Regions from separate parts of the Sus scrofa genome. Here regions 1 and 3 are each linked to region 2. Evidence: chromatin contacts called from public HiChIP or PLAC-seq data. All regions are on one chromosome and are shown on one strand. The core of a region is the stretch at or near the end of the contact, and the rest is flanking DNA. Distances in the headings are between cores, read along the strand shown. Region 1 overlaps IL2RA (interleukin 2 receptor subunit alpha). Region 2 holds the start of RBM17 (splicing factor 45). Region 3 has its middle 17 kb from the start of IL15RA.

Region 1 (2,876 bases), core at 135-2,634, 80 kb after region 2:
TCATGGTTCCTAGTCGGATTCGTTAACCACTGCGCCACGACGGGAACTCCTGCTCCGACTTTTAAATGAATTGCCTTCCGGACACAAAGGAGTGGGCGGGCTGCCGAGCTGACGGGGCTCATCATTCATGGTCGCACTCCTGCCATGTGTGATGCCATCAGGCGGACGGCCAGAATGGAGTCCCTCTGGGGGAGACTAATACACAAATTCCATCAGAAAATCTCAGTTGAGAAATACATCAGAGGCCATGGTCGTCTGGACAGGAAGCCCGACTGACAGGCTGGCGCTGGGCTGACCATGAACAGGCACAACCAAGAGCCCCCCCAAGTGCTTATCTTTATGACCCCAGTACCCCAATATTGGCTGGCAGGTCGTGGGCTCTAAAAACACCTTCTTTTTGAATGAATACACGAAGGGCATTTTCTCTTGTACACATTTGTGAAGTTATTTTCTTCATTTCACCCCTACTCCCTAGCCTCCCCGAGGATCCCCGTAAAACAAGTTACTCCTAGACCTGAAGAACAGAAGGAACGAAAAACCACAGAAACTCAGGGCCAGATGCAGCCCCCGAACCAAGCTAATCTTCCAGGTAAGAGGCAAACCATCCCCCTGCAGGTAGAGGAGATGCTGCCCTCAGGAGGCGTCTGTCCTCTTTCCTAAGGATGCCGTGTGGACAAGAAGCGGGTTTGCAGGCTGGTCACTCAGCACATCAAGCCACTCTGACAGCAGCCAACCTGGGTTCAGGGCTTCCTCTGGGTTTGGGAACCAGCCAAACAGAATTCAACTCCATTCAATCCAACTCAACTCACTTCACTTCACCAAGCACATCTGGGGACTACCTGCGGCCAGGAGATGCAGGCCTGACCAGACAGTGGTCCCCGTCCTCAAGGAGAGACTCTGTGCTGTCTCCTTACATACAAGACACTGAACTGCAAGCAGAGCAATTTCCTTCCAGATGTTTCTTACAGGACAGGGTTGGGCGAGACTTGAAGCTGCAGACAAAACATCTCCGAGCTAAGGGGCTGTGGGCAAGACAGGGCCGTGTTACCCAGCTGCTGCCCTAAATTCCCAACATAAATAACGCTGAAATCAAGCCACAATGTCAGGGAGAAATAGAGGCTGTTGGGAAACCTGAGCTTTGGGGGGACCCGCTGACCTTACAAGACCCTCTGGTCCTATGCTAATTTTACACCTTAGAGAGAGCTTTACAATGTTATAACCTCCTTGGAATCTCACAACCCAGAGAGTCAGGGAGCAGGACTTCAATTTACTGAAGAAATGGAGACATTTAAAGACTTGGCTAAAGACCTCAGGTCTCCTGAATGAGACGAGGGATCTTGCTGATAATTGAAACCAGTTCGAATTTATGTTCTTCTATTAATTATAAGAACAAAACACAACACTGTGACTCATCCAGGGACTATGGTGCAACATGCTGCTTCCAGCCCTTTTCACTCCAACTTCGTGCCAGAACGAGGTTTCAAAACCCACTTAATTATTTGTTTTTCTCTGCTTCTTGCCTCCACAATTATTAAAAGTTTTCTCATGGGGTCGGTGTTTGCTGTCCTTACCCAAGAGATGGCCAGCAGGCTCTGGCGAAGGGATGCTTCACAGATTGTTTTAATATGGAGGTTTTCACTCCACGGAAGCAAAGCTGAATTCAAGCAGGTTCAGATGGTGATGAATTTGACTGCCTGTAAAGACACTGCGTAGAGCAGAGCCCTCAGCTTCCTGCTGCATGGGGTTGTACAGGGTACTGGGGGAGATTACATTGGGTCCCTGGGGCTGTGGAAGGTCAGAACGTACATGCAGCTTCAAATTTCTGGGGTTAGGGGGACATGTGGTACCCGATGAGGGGTGGAGGTGGTTCTGGATTCAAATCAGAGCAGGAAATGATCTCTGGGGTTAAAGGTCAACCAGGTTTGGGGTTTTGTTGGGTGAGTGTAACATACTGGGTCTGGGGACTTTTCAGAGGTCTTAAAAGGGCTTGTCTAGATCCCACTTCAGGCATGGCTTGATCAGGGTGCAGGCTCCATTTCTCCAGGATGTCTTGGTACTCCCATCCTCCTGGCTTTGGATTGGCCCCCAGTCCTTCCGCCATGAGCCCAGGATGACCACCACCTGCAACTCGAGGATGTACCTCCTCACTTGGTCGTGGAGATCCATGTGGACCCCACATTTCATCAGCCCAGATTGGTTCAAGCCTGCCCTTAGCCCTCAGGGGAGACTAGTTTTTCCACACTCGTCCTCTTATCAAAGCCCCGCACCATCTTCAGAAGCGACTGCTCCTTCCTCTCCATTCCCAGAGCAAGGTCTCTGCCTCCGCTGTCACCCTCACGGTGTTCTGCCTGCATGTGCTTCCGTACCCAGTAGCCTCAGCGCCTTGCGGGGGGACTGTGTCTCTGTGCCTTTTCACAGAGTGCCTAGCAGAGGTCCTGACACATAAATGTTACCAACACTTATTGGCTGCAAGGAAGGAGGGGAGGCAGGGAGGACAAAGGAAAGAGTAAGAACCACAGTCAAGGCGTTCCCACTGTGGCTCAGCAGAAACAAACCCCACTAGTAACCATGAGGATCCGGGTTTGATCCCTGGCCTCGCTCTGTGGATTAAGGATCCGACGTTGCTGTGAGCTGTGGTGTAGGTCACAGACATGACGCAGAGCTGGCATTGCCGTGGCTGTGGTGAAGGCCAGGGGCTGCAGCTCCGATTCAACCCCTGGCCTGGGAACGTCCATATGCCACAGGTGCAGCCCTGATAAAAAAAAAAGAAAGAAAGAAAAAGAAAAAAACCACAAAGAACCAAGGTCAAGTCTCTAGGAAGAGGCGACTTGGACTCAGGCTGAGCGCCTCCTCACTTGTCTCGGAATGTCCTCTCC
Region 2 (2,700 bases), core at 85-2,584:
CCATCTCTTGATAAGGTTCTAAAAAGAAAACACCCTCAGTTTAAGTTACTAATATCCTACACTCCCAAAATGTCTTTGTGTTTTATAATCAAAACGTCTGTGTCCTTCACCCCATAAAACTGGAAATTGACTCGCACTCTTTAAAAACTCTGTTGGAGGAGACGCAGTCCTCACCTACTTGAGGATGTTGCGTTTCGCCCTCGTCCAGAAGGTCCTACTTCCCACCCATCCGCCTGCCTCTAGCAATAAATCCCTTCCACGGCTCTCCACTACTGACTTCTCCCACCTTCTTGACCTGACCTGACCTGCCCTCTTCAAGCCTCTCTGCCTTTGCTGCAGTTTCCGAAACGCGCTAAGACGCTCGGCCTCTGCCGCTCTCGCACTTATTTCTTCTGCAGGAAACCGTTCCCCCATCTTGCACATCGAACCAAAGACCTCCAAGGTTCAGTTATAAGCCTCCTTCCCTCTTGGAAGCCTTTCCAGACCCCCCTCCAGTCCCTCAGATCAACCCATGCCTTTATGCTTGTTTCCCGAAAGACCAATCTTCCAGACTGCAAGGACAGAGGCTTATTTATCTTGCAGCCACTGTTCGTTGCTGACAAATGGTCTGGGTAAAGGGAGATGTTCAAAAGATGCTTGGCGATTGGACGTGAGAGCTGCAACGCCGCTTTGCACGGACGAGGGCAGCGCTAGAGCCGGAGTCCCGTCTTCCTGCGCGGCCAGGTGAACCCGGGTCTCTGAGAGATGTCCACACCTGGATTCCCCGCTCTGCGGCCGGGGGAGGAAACGGCTTCCTTCCTCTGCACCCTCCAACCGGGAGGGGTGCAAGCGTTCGGGGCCACAGGTGACCCAGGCCTGCCCACCAGGTCACGGACCGGGCAACTTTCCCCAAACACGCCCGCGGGGCCAGAAGAGACGAGGACACACAGACGGAAAATGAGAATCCGGGAGAGGAGACCGGGCCCGATAACCCGGGCAAATAAGGGAAAGGGGCGGCGGGGCGCGAAGGGAGACGCGGAGAGTCGGCCGGGGCCAGGCCGCCTGAGGCGAGGGGATGGCGGCCGGGGGACGGCCTGGGACCCCCGGCCCTCACGGCGCGGCCGAAAGCGGCGGCCTCGCGTCCAGCGCCGCCCGGGAGGCGCTCGCCCCCTGCCCCGGGCGCCACTTACCCGGTCCGCCCGGCCGACGCTCCCGGGCGGCCACGCACCGGGGCCGACGCGCCGCGGAGACGGCGGGCAGAGCGCTCGGCGTCAGCCCCCGACGGCCGGACCGCTCCGGCGCCAACCCCTACGCAGAGTCCGCGGGCCGCGCGGCTGCGCGGGGTCACGGCGTGTGCGGCTGGGAGAGAGGCGCGCTGCGCCTGCGCCGAGGACGCCCGCCCCGCCGCGCGCCCCCTGTCCGCGGGAGGACCTCATCGCACCGCCACCGCGCCCGCGTCCCTCTCTCCCGCCAAAAGATGTCGCCGTGTCGCAAGGTTGCCACATTTCAGTAACACCCCCTCCCACTCCCCGCCATCGGGAGGAGGACGACTGGTGCAGGGCTGCGAAACCATCCCGCCGTTTGGGCAAAGCTGAAAATAAATGACAATAGGAGAGGTGACTGGGAAAACGAAGGGCTTCAGAAGAAATGGCCCAAAGCGCTGAAGTAAGTGTAGGACTAAGGAAACACAGGGAGGGTGTGGATGTTCTAAAGCGTCAAAGTTTAAAAACGACATAACAGAAGCTGGGAGGAAAAAGAAGGTGGAGTTCTGTGTAAATACGATTCTCACATCTGCGTTCAAAACTGTAGGCAAGGCCTTGTGTCCCTGTCCTTTGAAATAAAAGGCTTTGCCTTCCATAAGTCTCGAAAGGCTGGTTCGGGGAACTCCCGTTGTGGCTCAGTGGTTAACGAATCCGACTAGGAACCATGAGGTTGCGGGTTCAGTCCCTGCCCTTGCTCAGTGGGTTAAGGATCCGGCGTTGCCCGTGAGCTGTGGTGTAGGTTGCAGACGCGGCTCGGATCCCGCGTTGCTGTGGCTCTGGCGTAGGCCGGTGGCTACAGCTCCGATTTGACCCCTAGCCTGGGAACCTCCATATGCCGCGGGAGTGGCCCAAGAAATGGCAAAAAGACAAAAAAAAAAAAAAAAAAAAAAAAAAAAGGCTGGCTCAAAAGGTAATGCTTGTGTGAACTGGAGTTTGGCACTTGCCATCAGCCTCTACATGGATTAAATCATGAGCCACCGCACCTGCCAACCCACGGCACCCCCTGAGCAGAACTCTGGGTGAAAATCAGAGAGGCACTCTGTGCTTTGGGAAAACTGCAAGCACAGTTCTTCAGATAGATATTTTTAGGAGAAGATTTTATGTGCCCAATTCTTGCAAATTTTCATATCTAGAAAAACACTAAAATCCTTCATGGGGATGTCTGCTCCTTGTGACCTTCAGGAGAGAGCAACAAATTTTGCAAAATGGGTGTGTGCTGTATGCACCTCCCCTCCCCTTTATCGTATTCTGGTATCCCCCTTTCCTCTTTATCATATTCTGATATCCCCCTTTCCACTTGGGAGCAGCATTGCAGAGCTACCTGAAATACCACCACTTGGGCTGTAGTTAAGGATAAAACAAAGAATGTCAGGGTCATCCATGAATGCAGTCACCTCCCAGGGTGAGAGCGGGCGAGTCCTGCAGGCTGTGAAAACTCAGGATACAGGCCCCGACAGCA
Region 3 (2,796 bases), core at 154-2,653, 96 kb after region 2:
TGGAAAATAGGACAAGAATTAGCATTCAACATGTAAGCAGGCTTCCAAGTAAATACACGTTTTCTGTTCCATAAACATCACCTAAAAATGTTTCCCTCTAGAAGGTAAACAAGTATATCTGAGGAAACGGCATCGATTCTCTGTACTAATTTGACAACTTCCTTACTCATCTTTAGAGAATGAGTGTAGTTCATTTGCAATGTCCCTGAAGGCTTTTCCAAGAGTGTGGGCTCAGATGGGGATGCTTCTGGCAGGTGGGGATTTCAGGTTAAGTCAGGAATCAGAAAGAGAGAGCTGCTGAAATGTTCAATGCCAATCTCTTTGTTATTTCATTCCTCTTTTGAAGGAGTGCAGTGCAAACCCGTGTCCTCTTCATCTATAATAAGTTATCCTTCATATATGAGTTATTCTACTGATTTGAGGGTAGGATCAGAGGCTATTCCATGTGGAAAAACAGGCTAAGAACTGCCTTCATGCAGTCAGGTAAGGTGGATGGCTAAGAGCTTTCCACTACTTGGCTTGGAAGGGAAAGTTTGGCTTCAGCACTTTAGACTACCTCAAAGGAACAGAACTTAAGAGAGAAGTTATATAGTGTTTGAAATCATCAGTGGAGTAAATGCCTTAGAGCAAAGTGGTGAACGAGGAAGCAGTACCATTAATCCGTAAAGAGTAGAAGATGCAGCAGGAGATGTGCTGGCACCTCCCTGTCTTTCCATGCCCTGTTCTCTACTGTTAGGGGCTGAATCTTTGCCAACTACACTTCCCAGATGCTCTTGTCCCAGCCGCAGGCTAAGGTGGTTAATTGGAAGTTCTAAAAAGAGTTTGGAGGACAGATGAAAAAAGAGAAGCCATACTCCTTCCTGTCTGCGTCTAGTGGCATCTCCATCAGCCAGAGATGGCTGTGGGCTCAGCAGCCGTGGCAGCCCCAGTAAGGAGAGCAGCAGTTGGCTGCCATTACAGGGTCCAAAAATATATGCAGTTACCGCAGCACCGATTTCAGGGGCAGCCAAGTTTCCTCCATGATCAGCCCTAAGAATACTCCTGGTCTCATGTAACATCACCTCCTCCCCTGGTTCTTCCAGACCTGGCTTCCTGCAATACAAACCTTTTCTGTTTTGCTACTTTAGCCCTTTGGACACTTCTGTAACCAGATCCCTGTATAAAATGTGTCCCTTAGGCTCCCATTTCTGGCCAAGATGGAGGAATAGAGACTAAGTTTAGTCCCCATTCCCAAAACAACTAAAAAATGGGGGGGGGGATGAGATAACACTTTTCAAGACATTGAATGTGAGGCAGTGAAGGACATTAATCCCTAAGGAATGAGAAGCAAATGAGGTGAGCCTATGCTGGCCCTGGCTTGCTGCCCTGAGGAAGTCTCAGGTGTGGGGCAGGGAGAAGGGGCCCCCTCAGAGACCAGCAAACGTGATGATTTGGAGGGGGGGCTGAGTGTCCAGGGAGGCCCAGACCAGTCACAGCAAGGACACTGAGGAAAGAGCAGTACCGGGAGTGAACCTGAAACCTGCAGGTTCTGGAAAGACTGCTTTAGTGTTCTTCATTTCAGCAGAGTGCTGACCATCCAGTGCATGAGAGGAAACTACTCAGGCCAGGAAAAGAGCTGCCCTAAAGAACTGGAGGAAAAACACACAGCTCACATGGGCGTCAACAGTAATACCTGATCGACCAGCCAGCCTGAAGCAACACCTAATCCCATTATTCATGGGAGGGCTCAGAGGGGCCACCCCTAGACTGCAAATCCTAATCCCATTATTCATGGGAGGGCTCAGAGGGGCCACCCCTAGACTGCAAATCCTGCCTGACACAGCTTCAAAGCAAGACCCAAAAGGATCAAAGCGTATCCAAGCAATTAACTGTACCCCGGAACTAAGCTCAAGAATGTTTACAGGAAAGTAAAAAATACCCAGCAGCCAGCCAGATAAAATCTATGATCCAGTCAAGATATACAGCTATGCAAATAAGCAGGAACCTGTATGACTCACAAGGAGTAACGGTCAATCAAAACCAAAGTGGAACTGAGAGAAAGGTTAGAATTAGCAGCCAAGCACATTAAAACAGCAACAAAAACTTTATTCCATGTGTTTAAAAAGCTAGAGGAAAGATAATACATGTTAAGTGGAGACATGGAAGATATTTTTTTAAAAGATCCAAATCAAATTTCTACATATGAAACTTTAAATCTCAGACTAAAAATCCACTAGATAGGGATTAACAGCAGATTAAACACTGCAGAAGAAAAGATTAGTGAACTTGAAGAGACAGCAATAGAAACCAACCAAAGTAAAACACAGAGGAGAATAAAAGACTTGGGAAAAAAAATATCTGTGACTTCTGGAAAAGATTAAAAAGAAACCATGTATGCAAAATAAAACATAAAGGGGGAAAAGACAAAACAATACAAAACAAAACAAAAAAACCCTAGCACGTGAAAAGAGAGTCAACATCTTAGGGAAATGCAAATCAACAGTACAATAAGATGCTACCTCACACCCATCAGGATGGCTGCTATCAAAAAAGAGAAATAGGAGTTCCCACTGTGGTGCAGTAGAAACGAATCCAACTAGGAACCATGAGGTTGTGGGTTCAATCCCTGGCCTTGATCAGTGAGTTAAGGATCTGGCATTGCCGTGAGCTGTGGTGTAGGTTGCAGATGCAGCTCAGATCTGGTGTGGCTGGGGCTCTGGCGTAGGCCGGTAGCAACAGCTCCGATTAGACCCCTGGCCTGGGAACCTCCATATGCCATGGGTGTAGCTCTAAAAAAGACATAAGACAAAAACAAAC

What was found. HiChIP or PLAC-seq counts read pairs in DNA pulled down with a chosen protein or histone mark.
Region 1: a contact with region 2 is called in an H3K27ac HiChIP or PLAC-seq map of skeletal muscle, with 13 times the contacts expected there. The contact joins the enhancer-like site here to the promoter of RBM17 in region 2. A contact is called at or near these places in 4 of 5 promoter capture datasets (fetal liver, fetal skeletal muscle, liver and 1 more), 31 of 47 Hi-C or Micro-C datasets (adipose tissue, alveolar macrophages, blood and 15 more) and 2 of 2 datasets of contacts at active chromatin or transcription factors (alveolar macrophages and skeletal muscle).
Region 3: an H3K27ac HiChIP or PLAC-seq map of skeletal muscle shows a contact between it and region 2. The contact joins the enhancer-like site here to the promoter of RBM17 in region 2. A contact is called at or near these places in 3 of 5 promoter capture datasets (fetal liver, liver and skeletal muscle), 30 of 47 Hi-C or Micro-C datasets (adipose tissue, alveolar macrophages, blood and 15 more) and 2 of 2 datasets of contacts at active chromatin or transcription factors (alveolar macrophages and skeletal muscle).

What each region holds. Positions count from the first base shown.
Region 1 is chr10:64,987,482-64,990,357 of Sscrofa11.1, forward strand. IL2RA (interleukin 2 receptor subunit alpha) reads left to right here. Exons shown (of 8, transcript NM_213835.1): 3 at 476-589. Among named protein-coding and RNA genes, the nearest start is that of IL15RA, 33 kb to the right of the region's middle. Within about 2 kb of position 1,385, at least 6 of the 83 cell types and tissues checked have an H3K27ac peak or open chromatin away from gene starts, as enhancers often do. A contact at or near this core is called in adipose tissue and skeletal muscle, where this site is marked.
Region 2 is chr10:64,907,672-64,910,371 of Sscrofa11.1, forward strand. It overlaps RBM17 (splicing factor 45), which reads right to left and starts at 1,335. Exons shown (of 12, transcript XM_003130822.6): 1 at 1,170-1,335.
Region 3 is chr10:65,003,863-65,006,658 of Sscrofa11.1, forward strand. No RefSeq gene overlaps it. Among named protein-coding and RNA genes, the nearest start is that of IL15RA, 17 kb to the right of the region's middle. Within about 2 kb of position 1,404, at least 5 of the 83 cell types and tissues checked have an H3K27ac peak or open chromatin away from gene starts, as enhancers often do. A contact at or near this core is called in skeletal muscle, where this site is marked.